Linked DNA regions of Mus musculus: regions 1, 2 and 4 are each linked to region 3. The links are chromatin contacts, called in public Micro-C and promoter capture Hi-C maps. All regions are on one chromosome and are shown on one strand. The core of a region is the stretch at or near the end of the contact, and the rest is flanking DNA. Distances in the headings are between cores, read along the strand shown.

Region 1 (3,086 bases), core at 199-2,698, 210 kb before region 3:
AACTATACAAAGCACTTCTGACTTTATTGTGATTGGTTTCAAAAAAACACCAAAGCACAGAACATAACAGAATATGCAATCAACCTGGACATGAGGAAGTCTCCTAGTGACAGCAATAGCAGCATGCAGTGGCTTGCTAAACAGGCAGGCAGCAGTTCCCCAGGCGTTAACACTTTCCAATGTACAGACACTGAATGCATCTTTTCTGCTTTTCACCAATATTTGGCTCTTCTTTATTGGCTTACTGAGAACAGGGGGCTGGGCCTGACTTGGGGCACAGGTTGGGAATGCCAGCTTCAATAACACAAACGTGTCTGTCTGTTGCCTGACATAACGGGCTCAAGGCTCTTGTGGTCACTGTAAGATGAATGATGTTATAGGTTTGACAGAAAGGGAGCTGAGAAGAGATTCACTGGGTGAATTATAATATCAAGCCTCAGGCAGCTATAACCTAAGGCATAATCTATAACCACAGGCAGACCTACGCTAAGCACGGGCAGTGTGAAAAAGCATCGGAGAAGGAACAGATAGACACTTGAGCCCTGAAGCTGGGTGTGGTGGTGCAAGCCTTTACTCCCAGCTCTGGAGAGGCAGAGAGACTTCTGAGTCTGAGATCAGCCTGGTTCACAATGTGGGTTCCAGGACAGCCAGAAGAACTACACAGAGAAACCCTGTCTGGAAAAGTCCAACTCCCCACCCCCTTACAAAAGACTAGAGAGCCATGACTCTAAGCTATCCTGCATCCAGTCGTTTTCCCCACCTTAACTGCAGCTGAGGTTTAGCTCATGACTTGAGGTTTATGAGAAATTGAGCCAGGTTGTGCAGGCGCCTAGTCATATGGAGTTCTTAACCACAGCATGACCGTTAATTCCGCTCTACCTGCAGAAACAAGAAGACCGGATATGGAGTTTCCCAAACCCTCTGCTCCCAATGGAACCGAACCGAACCAATAAAAAGCTTGAACTTCCTGTGTAAGTCCCCGAGCCCTGTTAGGTGCACTCAACTCATCCAGGGAATAAAGCCGTGCTATTCCAAAAAAGTGGTCTCCGGCTGTCATTGTGTCCGGATGCTTCTCTGCCCCGTTTTGTTTGTTTATAATATTGAGAGTCACAGATACTCTTAGTAGCTGCATCCTGAGACATTACATGGGAGTGTGGCGAGGTTTTAGGTAAAGAGCAGGGCAGTGAATTAACAGCTACCATCCACGTAGATCCCCCTCCCTCATCTCTGCAAAAAAGCCCCAGTTCGACTCCTAAGGCGGCCCACTCACGACCCAGACTGTAGGGGACCCGGGCAGCACGCGCTAAGCTAAGAGACGTTGCAACACCCAAAGCTCAGATAAGGAAAGGCCCGAAGCTCTGCCTGCTGGCCCAGCTCCTTCTAGCAGGATGCCAGAAGCAGCAGGGGCCAGCGGGGACAGACCAGACTCAGCGGCAAGCAGTATCAGCGGTATCCCTTACCGCCTCCAGGTTGCAGCTGCCTCCTCCCACACCTGGGACGCTCAACAGCATTCACCATTTCCTGTCTTTTCGTGTCCTGGTGTCCTCCTGCCACTCCTGCAGTCAATGAATGCGACCTGGAGGCCAAGGACTGTGCTCTAGGATCTGCTTTCAAAGAACACACAGGTACCTAAAATGCGCAGGAAAAGAAACAGATCTGATAGTGGCAGAATGCCTCACTCACAGAACAAACTCCTCGTTGGCCAATCAATACAAGCGCTCAAGTAACACCTTGGACCCACCTCCTCAAGACCCAGGAACAGAGGAAGCAACTTGAACCAGGCAAGGTAGAGCTCAAATTACAGACTCTTGATCTTTCCCGATCCCAGAATCCCGCTGTCGTCCATGCAGGACATTGAGCACCAGCAGGGATTAATGAAGGAATCACACTGGCCATGAAGGCAGTTACAGACCTTGGGGCTCGGTGGGAAACTCCTTTTGTAAGATTTGTGGTAGCTCAAAATGACCATGGTTGTAAAAAAGTTAAGTAAATGTGTTCTTTTCCCAGAATTTGCCTCACTGCAAGGTGTGCTAAGTCTTCCGATTGTATAGAAAAGCCCACACAATGTCTCCGGTCCTTAAGTCTGCCCCCTTAATGCAGTTAAAGGTTAACCAGTGATAAACTGCCAGCCCTAAACTGTGACTGAGAACTGCTCTAAAAAATGTATAAAAGGTGTGTGCTTTAGCTACTCAGGGTTGCTTCTATCCTGATTTCAGAACGACCCCAGCAGGGTGGATTAATAAACCTCTTGCTTTTTGCATCGATCTCCGTCTCTGTGAGTGGGACATCCCGGACGTAAGGCTTTTCGGGTCTTACACTTTCAGAACTATAATCAGCGGCAATATTTGGCTTCCTACTCTTTGGCTGTTGTGGTCTTCCTCAAAGCCAATTCCAAAAGCCAAGTATTTTCCAAAAGGACTGCAGGGCTAGATAGGCATCTTAATGGTGTAAGGGTTCATGATTGTCCGAAGAATGATACAGGGGATTCAAGTAGTATGTAAACACAGTGTTTTATTCTGCAGAAGTCCATCATGCTGGGGTCTCCCACTACCAAGATAAAGACAGAGAGACCCCCCCGAAGTGAGCTCGCAGGCCTGATTTAAAGCACAGTAGGGGAACTCTGGGTAGGTGACCTCTATCTTAATCTGTTGAGTTCATATCTAGGGACATCCCAGAGCCATTATGGGGCGTGGCGGCTGAAAAGTGCTGCTGTCCTTGCCATTGTCCTTGCCTCAGGTTGGGTGGCGCGACAGCTTCCGACTAGCTGCCTGAAGGGTTTTTCTAGTAGCCGACTTGCTTGAGCTTGCCTGGACTTGTCCAGTTCATGGAAACATATTTAGGCCTGTCTCCTGAAGCTTGTCTGGAGTCAGCCTAGCCTTCTCAGTGGTAGCGCTTTGCGAGCTTCTGTGAAGTCCTGGGCCCGGCCCTCACCACCCCCACGCCTGCATCAGAAACAAAACTGGAAACAGAATGTCTTTCTGAAGTATTTCTTTTTAATTGCGTTTACACGTGCAGGACTGTGTGTGGGTCTGAATTGTGAGAGCAGTGCTCCCAGAGGCTTCCAATAGAACCACGTTTGCCATCCA
Region 2 (2,885 bases), core at 379-2,878, 140 kb before region 3:
ATAGCCTGGGTAACTACTGTGCTCTCTCCAGGGCACAGATAGCCACTGTTGAACTATTCAGGCCCTGTTGATTGTAAGCCACTCTAACAAATTGTGTGTGTGTGTGTGTCGCACATGTGTGCACATATTATTGGTTTGTTCTACAGAGCTCTACCTGATCAGGAAGGTTGGCAGGAAGCAGCAGGACTGTGATGTAGAGAGGAAAGGGGTCCTGAGAGGACTTGGAATGACAAACGTGAATACAGATTTTGGGAGGAAAAGGGGCTATGGGAGAAAGCAGCGTTTGAATCGATGGTATTGGAGGTGAAACCCTTTTAGGTGACACTGAAATGTTAAGTGTGACTCTGGCAGTAGGGAACCAGTGCAGCATGGAGCAAGGGGCACTAGGAATGAGGCCAGTGGAAGTGTAACCACAACTGGAGAGGCCAGAAGGGTCCCTGGTGAAAAAGAACAGTCAGACTGGGATGCAGCCCAGCGGCCAAGAGCTTGCTTCAACTCAGTACCATAAACAAAACCAAAAAGCTCAACTACTGCTCAAATTGGAAAATAGAGTCCACTGATGGTTCTTGAGAGTGAAGAGCAAGATAAGAAAGCATCAGGCCCCGAGGAGTTTAAGGGAAGAGATACTACTCACATCTCTCTCTGCCCATCGGGTACAGACACTAGCCCAAGGACAAGGATGGACTAGGCAGGGGCCAGATCTTGGCATGATGCACTGAAGCCTCAAACTCTTCGGTGGAAACTGAGTGGACTGGGGCTGTCCCTGCTCTGTGCTGCCCATCCTGGGAGCAGTTTTGCATTAACGAGGGGAAGAGACCTCAGATCATGAGTTTTGATCATAATGTGACCTAAAGCAGGCTGGGAGCAAGGAAGGGAGGAAAGGAGAAAGGCTCGGATCCTGGAGAGGCAAGGCAAGAGTGGACTGGCTGCTGGGGCGGAGAGGTCTCCCTATGTCTCCCCTCACTTCTCTACTGTCCTGTGTTCCAAACCTCTCCTGACCCAAGTGCCACAGTATCTTTCCAAACACGTTGGAAACACATCTACCCAGAGACCTACCTACTGCCACACTCACCAAGGCCAAGTGACCCCAGAACCAGCTCGGTTTAGGGGGCTGAGGGAAGCAACGAAGGCGACTGCAGTTGTCATAGAAGGCATAGATCCAGGCCAGAATTCGGGCTAGAATCCAAGATGCCCCTCCCAGCAGCAGTAGATGCCACGGAGAGGCAGTCAGGGACCCCATTCCCAGCCAGGACAGACATAGCTGTAGCATCCTGCAGGGCAAATAGGCAGAAGGTGAAATTCTGAGGCTCCGGAGAAGGGTGGGGACAGGCCCGTTTACTAGATAGGAATATAGCTAGCGATATAGACTGGGAGGACTTGGGGGCAGCGCAGGAAGAAGAATGAACATTGAGAGAGAAGAGGAAGAACACAACAGGCAGGACTGTTAGCATTCTAGAGGGCCTCAGCCTGAAGAATAAACTACGGGCGCAATTTCCAGGAGACCAAAAGTCTCCAAGGTCAGCTCCCTACAGCCATTCCAGCTGTGGGCAGAGCTCTCCCTGTTCTGAGCCAGAACTCGCCTTGTTGCCTTCCACCCCGGCACCTTCTCTCACGAGCAGCGAATCTTCCACAACTTCCTGTCTTCTCTGAAAACATTTTGTCCCGGAAGCTGTATGGGAAGTTCAGCTGGGCTGAACCAACCAATCCCTCCAACCCTCAGCCCAACCTCCAAGCCTGGGCAGGCAGCCAAGGCCAGTGGGGGCGGGTCCAACCTTAAAGGGATGGAACTAGACTGAGAGTCATAGGCTTAGGTGGGGCATCCTCAGCGTTTAACCTTTCTGCCTGAACCAGAGACAAAGGAGTTACAAAGGAGATTCCAAGTTTAGGAGTGCACCTGCCCTCCAAGGGCTAAGGGGTGGCAGATAAATCTCTCTAGCTCCTCTGCATAGTTGTCTGGGTAACAGCATGCAGAACTGTGAGGCTCTGAAATGCATTTCCTCTCCTCTCCCCACGCCCAACAGCTGCACAGCCTGGCAGAGATCGATTTCTTCCTTCTTGAACCCTAGGTTCTAGGTGGACCAATAATTGCAACCCTGCTGGAACCCACTGGGTCAGAGAGTGTAGGTTAAGCTCATGTGAGGCTGAAGCTCAGAGATCTGAGGGAACAGCTAAAAGGGGCCGTGAGCAGAGGGGACACAGGCTGAAGGTCAGATCTGGGCGTGGGCTGATGTCATAGATATGCGTTAAATATTGGGGGTCAGGAAACTTCTATTTTATTTTATTTTGCTGGTCATGTTTTGTTCTATCCTAGGTGGCTGGACTATCCAGCCTCTGTCTCCTGACCCTCCAGCAGTGCCAGGCATGGGTTTCCTCTCATGGTGTGGATCTGAAGTTGGACCAGTAATAAATTGGCAACTTCCCCGAGTTCCTTCTGTGCCACCTAGCCCAACACATCTTGCAGGTAAGACAAATTGTGGACTGAGGGTTTTGTGGCTGGCTTGGTATCCTAAGCAATGAACTGGAAGCCTTGCCCGGTTATTGAAAATGGGCTGGTTCAGGCTAGGAGTTTTATGCTAGGAGTTTTCAGTAGGGTTGGCCTCCTGGAAGTTTCCATTGTACTAGGTTTCTACCTCACCCCCAAAGTGCCTCCCATTCTAGTCATTTCTCCTCACCCCAAAAATGCCCTACCCCCATCTCCCAGTTCTCCCAGTATTTTCTCCCACCCCCACCTATTCCTTCCTGTTCTATCTGTCCCAGTCCACCCTTGGAATCTATTTTATTTCTCCTTCCCAGAGAGACCCATCTGTACCACTTTGAGCCATCTTTAGCATCTCTGGGTGTGGACTGTAGCGCAGTTATCCTTTGCAGCTAATATCCTCTTAGAA
Region 3 (2,998 bases), core at 307-2,806:
AAAGTTAGGAACATTCCTAGGAAGGTGGGCTCACCTTAAGTTGTGCTAAAGACGTATGCAGAAAATTATCCCTTTAACAAGATGCTGTTTTTCCTAACCGAATTCCTACTCCCTAGTGTAGACCATATCAGCCTCTCTGAGGTTCAGATGGGTCAGCTCACCTTTCTGACCCATGAACTGAGACAGATATAACTTTTTTTAAAAAAATTTCAGATAGTGGTCATAACCTACTAAATACGTGTTTGTTACCATCTTGATAGGGTTTGTTTTCTCTGCCACTTAAAGAATTAAGAGTAAAAAAAAAAAAAAAAAAAAATCTCAGCGCAACAGGTAGCAACAGGGGAAATCTCAGACCCTGCAGGCAGAATCAACTAAAGAACAGCTCTTCCTAGTAGTAAAGAAACAAATGTACAAGAAGGTGGGGGTGGGGTGGGGGGTGGGGACACAGAAAGGCAGAGATCCGGAAACTTTGAAGAGTCTTTCTAACTTAGGGATGTTCAGTTTGAACAAAGACAGGAAAACTGATAGGCCCATCTTTTGGGGTAAATATATCTATTCCATGTTGCTGAACTTGCAGTGCCTGTTCCCAGGCAATGGTCCCTATCCCAGCAGATGCAGTGACTTACAACTTTGCTTCCCTGGGATTTTTTCTTTAAAATTTGAATAAAAATGCTTTAATTGGCAGAGCAAACGAACTGATTCCTGTGTCCCTAGAGAACCTTATGACTGCTACTATGTAACCGCACTTTTCATATTCATAACTGTTTTCTCTTGGTATATTCTCTTGGTATATTTCTCTTTTCTTGGCTGAAAAATGTATGGACTGAGTGAAAAGGAAGGGGAAAGCTTTTGCTATCATGCAGACTACATCATCTCAAGTTTCTCATGGGTGACATTAGACCAGTGGACCTGCCCTGGCTGGGTATCCCTTTATCTCTGTGGCAGGCCTAGGTACCCTTTCTCTAAGGTTCTGTCCATGGTACACTAACTAAATCTGACTTTAAATAAGCAGACTCCAGACTTAGTTTCCAGGGGGAAGTGGGAAAGCTCTTCTTTGGAAAAACCAAGTCTAAATTCTTTTTAAATGCAGTTATCAAGATGAGCGGATGCGGGGCGTGGTGGTGCACACCTTTAATCCTAGCACTTGGTAGACAGAGGCAGGCAGATTTCTGAGTTCGAGGCCAGTCTGGTCTACAAAGTGAGTTCCAGGACAGCCAGGGCTATACAGAGAAACCCTGTCTCGAAAAACAAAACAAAACAAAAAACAAAAAAAAAAAAGAAAAAAAAAAAGAAAAAAGAGTGGATTTCTGCCCGGGCCATGAGAGCTTTGGCTGCAATATGGCATGTGTGCCCCACTTATTAAATTAAGAGTTTACCACCAAGCTCTAATGTGTGTGTGTGTGGGGGGGGGGGGGGTGGGGGGGTTGGGGGGGGGGTGTCTGATCGCTTATCCAATTAGTACCACGGAGCACAGCACGAGCTATCCAATCAGAAGCGCCGATTGGTGAAGCGGACGTTCCTCACCGGCCTTCTCTTACTTGCCAGACTATTGTGGTGATAGAGTTCTGCCAGCTGAGGGAGTCACAGGTATCCGTTCAGGGTCCGTGTTGTGTGGCTGCCAACACCAGGATCATTCCTAAGGCCCCAGCAAGCCTTGGGCTCAGCTATGGTAAGTGTCCTTACGGCCAGCTGTCCAATCAGGAACGCCGGCAGAAAGCGGATATGCCTCACCCGCCATCTTTCTTCCTGGCACGGTCTGGTCAGCTGAGAGGGCAGCGGGTACGGTTAAGCCTCTTTGGCTCCGGGACAGCTGACCTCTGGAGCCTTCTTGAAACTACAAGAGGGCCCGGGAGCAGACGAGGCGAACGTCGGGGCAATGTAAGGGGCGCCGGGTGTTCCCCGGGTAGATGCCTCAGTCCTACATCCTCAGTCCTACATTGCTTTGGGTGCTGCGGGACTCAGGGTTTCTCTGCACTCTAGGTGGCAGGACCCCGGCGGGCAGCCCCATCTCTTGCAGAATCCTGTACTTCTGTCTCCTCAGCGAGACGCCTCCTGTAAAGTACAGGTAGATGGGCATGTTAACACATGACCACTACACCAGCCCATACGACATGATGACGAATTGAAGGCCAGTTAGGACATAGACCCTGTCTCAAAGAGGAAAAAAAAAAAGTAACTTGAAAATATGGTTTATTTACTTCACAAGTCCAGGTTACAGTCTATCGTCTATCGCTGCAGAAAAGAACTCTGCCCAACCATTCTAAAATATAATAAAGTATGCTTTGAGGAGAATAGCAAGTGATGACTAAGCCACCTTACCTGTAGAATGGGCTAGAAGGAAGCCTGGTGATATCCACGAAAGATGTGGGAAAATGACCTGAAAGGCAGTTTGCAGAGCTTCAAAGCTTTCCTTCCTGTATTTGCAAAAGCATGGGTTATTTTGTTCATGTTGTTTATGGTGATATATTTTTGTTTGTTTTATTTTAAGACAAAAAATCTCATTATGTAGCCCAGGCTGGACACAAAGTAACAGTCCTTCCTCAGCCTCCTAAGTGATAAGGTTATAGGAATACATCAACATGCCGTGCCCTTGATACAGAAGAATTTAATGTAGGGGAGGCAGATCAGGGTACTAAATAACCTTGAGGCTGACTAAGGCCACAGTAAATCTCTTTTCACCCTGTTGTGCTTAAATGAGTCAGTGTTTCCCTTCTGCCTACTGATGAGACGACAGAAAGAAATCTCAGTATACGGTTCTAATACTCCAGGTCCACAGAATAGAAAGAAGAGTAGATTTTTCCCCCCTGTATATTCCAAGAAATCTCTCCAGCACTCCTAAAGCCAAGGCAAAATTGTATGGTAGGAGCAGAGGTATCACAGACCCCACAAAGCAGAAAAAGCCCAGGGAAATTGAGGGAGTGAGGCTGCTGCAGTCTTTAACAGTAAAGTCCATGGAAGAAGGGTTACCCTTAAGACCTCACAGATAAAGAGTCACCTG
Region 4 (2,786 bases), core at 181-2,680, 170 kb before region 3:
AAAGGGCCACACACTGGGGACCTTCTACCCTAGTCAGGCTCCAGGGGAACAGAAGTGACCTCTATGTCTCTATTAGAGTGGCAGCTCCTATCCACCAGCACCAGCTGCCCACCAGCCTCAGACAGAGCATCCTGAACCTTTATATACAGTCCACATTGAGCCATTTGCAAGCAAAATACCTAGGGCTAAGCCACCTAAGTGGAAGAGCAGATATAAATCAAAGTCCATAGTATGGAGTAAAGGGTGGGGTAAAGGAAGGTTCATGGGAGGGTGAAGGACAGCTTTTATCCAGGTAGCAAGGCAGGACCCACTGTCTATCTTAGGGAAGGAAAGCATGAGAAGGAGGAAGTGGCCCAGGGAGGGGGCAGTGGGAAGTCAGCTTGCAGCTCTGCTGTAGCCCAGCTGGGCCCCACCTATGTGCAGTGTAGGAGAGAGATCAAAGATCAATACTAGAAAACCACAGGACAGAGATGGGCTCACACAAAGGGAAAGAAACAGTCGCAGTCCTTCTGGAACCTCAAATCCAACAGCAGACTGAGGAAATGCCAGGAGTTCTCACTCTGTATATCCCACCATGAGAATCTCTCTGCATCCTTCAGTGAGAGAAAGATAGAAATACCAGAGCAGCCTATGGTGAGAGTACAGGGGGTGAGAAAGGCTTGGAAAGACACACCAAAGGTCAATATCACCTAACCTTCTCCATCACTCCGAGTCCCATTCCTGGTCCCTCGAAAGTCTGTCCACTTTGACACTCCCACCCATCCTGCCATTCTTACCATGCCCACGTGACCCATAAGCCAGTTCCGTTTGGGGGGCTGAGGGAAGCCATGGAGGTGACGATAGTTCCTATAGGCAGCATAGATCTGGATCAGAATCCGGGCCAGGATCCAGGAGGCCCCAAGCAGTAGCAGGGTCTTCCATGGGAAGGCCACCTCGGGCCCCAGTCCCAACCAGGACAGGCTCAGCTGTGACATCCTGCTGGGTGAATAAATGTGCAGTGAGTAACTGAGGTCCCGGAAAGGGACAATAATCTCAAGACACTGGACAGAGGATAGAGCAGAAAGGAGACTTGAGAACCAAGGAAATGTTGGGTGAAGAGGTACAGGAGTGGAGAAGAAGATGAATAGGGGGAGGAGGGGTATGCTGGTGAGGGGAATAACCAGAGCTAGCAAAGCAAGAAGGAGCAGAGAGATTGATTGGAGTTAATACCTCCCTAAATTATGCAAAACTAACCAGGCTTCAGTTATTCAGAAACTACTATCCCCAAGGCCAGCTGGCTCCCTGTGGCATTCTTGCTTGGTCAGCTGGCCTTCTGCCCTGGCCTGGCCTTGAGTTTTACCCTCCCTGTTCCAGGCTAGGTCCCTAAAATATAACCACCCCCAGCCTGGCACCTCCTCTCAGGAACAGGCATCTACCATACCTTCCCTCTCCTCTGGGACTCTTTTATCCCTTGCTTCTTGATGCTTGGAGGGTGGGCCATTCTATGCCAGCCAATCCCTGCCTAGCCTGGATGCCTCCTCCTTGCCTGGGAAAGTGGCCAAGATGGGGGTAGGATCAGCCTGCCGCAAAGGAGAATTGTCATAGGCTTGCAAAAACACGGACATCTGAATCTTAGGACTATGGTGAGACAAGGTTGGCTCTGGGTTATGTATTCCCAGCATCCCTGCTCCTCCAAGGGCGTGGTACACTAAGTAAAAGGGTGAACTTTGGAATCTACAAGGTTGGTGATCAGGATGTGGCCAACCTGGTTCCCAATCATCTCCTGAGCTCTTGTCGAAATGGGTTGTGAGGATGGCAGGCACCAATTTTCAGTAGAGCATTAGAAGGCTATGGGATTGGAGCCTGCCCACCAGCTGCTCAGCCTGGTGGATTTCAAGTCCAGTCTCCTCAGCAGTACTTTTAGAAGCAGAAACAAAGAATGATCCCCAGTTGGGATTTTCAGGTCCAATATTAAAGATCAAGAATGCAGTGAGATTGGGATGGTTAGAGCTGGAAAGGGCACCAAGTAGGGGAGTCCTGTAGGGTTGAGAGAGACCCTGAAGAGGTGACATCCAGGGGGAGATGAAGCTGTTCCTCTGTGTGTGTGTGTGTGTGTGTGTGTGTGTGTGTGTGTGTGTGTGTGTGTGTGTGTGCGTGCATGTACCCCTATGCCAGTGAAAGCCAGAATAGGAAATCTGCTCCCCTATAGCTGGAGTTACAGGTGGTTGTGAGCCACCTGATATGGATGGGTGAGTGAAACTGATCCTCTTGAAGAGTAGCAAACACTCTAACTGCTTAGTCATCTCTCTAGTTTCTTTCCTTCCTTCCTTCCTTCCTTCCTTCCTTCCTTCCTTCCTTCCTTCCTTCCTTCCTTCTTTCTTAGTCTTTCCCTTTCCTTTCTTTCTGATCTTTTTCAGACAGTTTCTGTGAGCAACCCTGGCTGTTCTGGAACTTGCTCTATAGATCAGGATGGCCTTGATCTCACAGAGATCTACCTGCCTCTGCTTCCCGAATTCTTGAATTAAAGACATGCACCACCACCTTCCTTTTCTTAAATAGAAAATAACGCTTTTCCAAATAGCACTTTAGTTAATATTTATTCTTCTTTATGATCGTTAATTTATGTATTTTGAGTTTGGAGACAGTGTCTAATGCTATGTTGCTAAGGATGACTTAAACTTTGAAAACTCATAATTCCAAGCCTGAGTGCTGGAGTTACAAGTGTGCTACACTATCCTCAGTCTATGTGGAACTGGAGATTAAGCCTAGGGCCCTCTTCTATGCTAGGCAAGCACTGTATAAACTGG

The links. Hi-C and Micro-C count contacts between places; a contact is called where the count stands out from the background. Capture Hi-C pulls out chosen DNA fragments and counts their contacts.
Region 1: a Micro-C map of embryonic stem cells shows a contact between it and region 3, with 2.7 times the contacts expected there. The contact joins the enhancer-like site here to the promoter of Zfp563 in region 3. A contact is called at or near these places in 3 of 39 promoter capture datasets (the HPC-7 cell line, hippocampal neurons and liver), 2 of 484 Hi-C or Micro-C datasets (the HPC-7 cell line and embryonic stem cells) and 2 of 9 other capture datasets (adipose tissue and liver).
Region 2: a contact with region 3 is called in a promoter capture Hi-C map of adipose tissue. The contact joins the promoter of Cyp4f13 here to the promoter of Zfp563 in region 3. A contact is called at or near these places in 1 of 39 promoter capture datasets (liver), 6 of 484 Hi-C or Micro-C datasets (the N1E-115 cell line, cortical neurons, embryonic stem cells and 2 more), 3 of 115 datasets of contacts at active chromatin or transcription factors (bone marrow-derived macrophages, memory CD8 T cells and pancreatic cancer cells) and 2 of 9 other capture datasets (adipose tissue and liver).
Region 4: a promoter capture Hi-C map of adipose tissue shows a contact between it and region 3. The contact joins the promoter of Cyp4f14 here to the promoter of Zfp563 in region 3. A contact is called at or near these places in 2 of 39 promoter capture datasets (HPC-7-derived erythroid cells and maxillary cranial neural crest), 3 of 484 Hi-C or Micro-C datasets (cerebral cortex, forebrain and granulocyte-monocyte progenitors), 2 of 115 datasets of contacts at active chromatin or transcription factors (memory CD8 T cells and pancreatic cancer cells) and 2 of 9 other capture datasets (adipose tissue and liver).

Annotation. Positions count from the first base shown.
Region 1 is chr17:32,876,248-32,879,333 of GRCm38.p6, forward strand. It overlaps Zfp870 (zinc finger protein 870), which reads right to left. Exons shown (of 4, transcript NM_207245.2): 4 at 2,974-3,086. Among named protein-coding and RNA genes, the nearest start is that of Gm50050, 13 kb to the left of the region's middle. Within about 2 kb of position 1,449, at least 38 of the 459 cell types and tissues checked have an H3K27ac peak or open chromatin away from gene starts, as enhancers often do. A contact at or near this core is called in embryonic stem cells, where this site is marked.
Region 2 is chr17:32,945,733-32,948,617 of GRCm38.p6, forward strand. Cyp4f13 (cytochrome P450, family 4, subfamily f, polypeptide 13) reads right to left here and starts at 1,629. Exons shown (of 13, transcript NM_130882.1): 1 at 1,581-1,629; 2 at 1,073-1,271. The coding sequence starts at 1,270.
Region 3 is chr17:33,087,811-33,090,808 of GRCm38.p6, forward strand. It overlaps Zfp563 (zinc finger protein 563), which reads left to right and starts at 1,557. Exons shown (of 4, transcript NM_001024950.2): 1 at 1,557-1,669. The coding sequence starts at 1,667.
Region 4 is chr17:32,915,912-32,918,697 of GRCm38.p6, forward strand. Cyp4f14 (cytochrome P450, family 4, subfamily f, polypeptide 14) reads right to left here and starts at 1,431. Exons shown (of 13, transcript NM_001204335.1): 1 at 1,234-1,431; 2 at 777-978. The coding sequence starts at 974.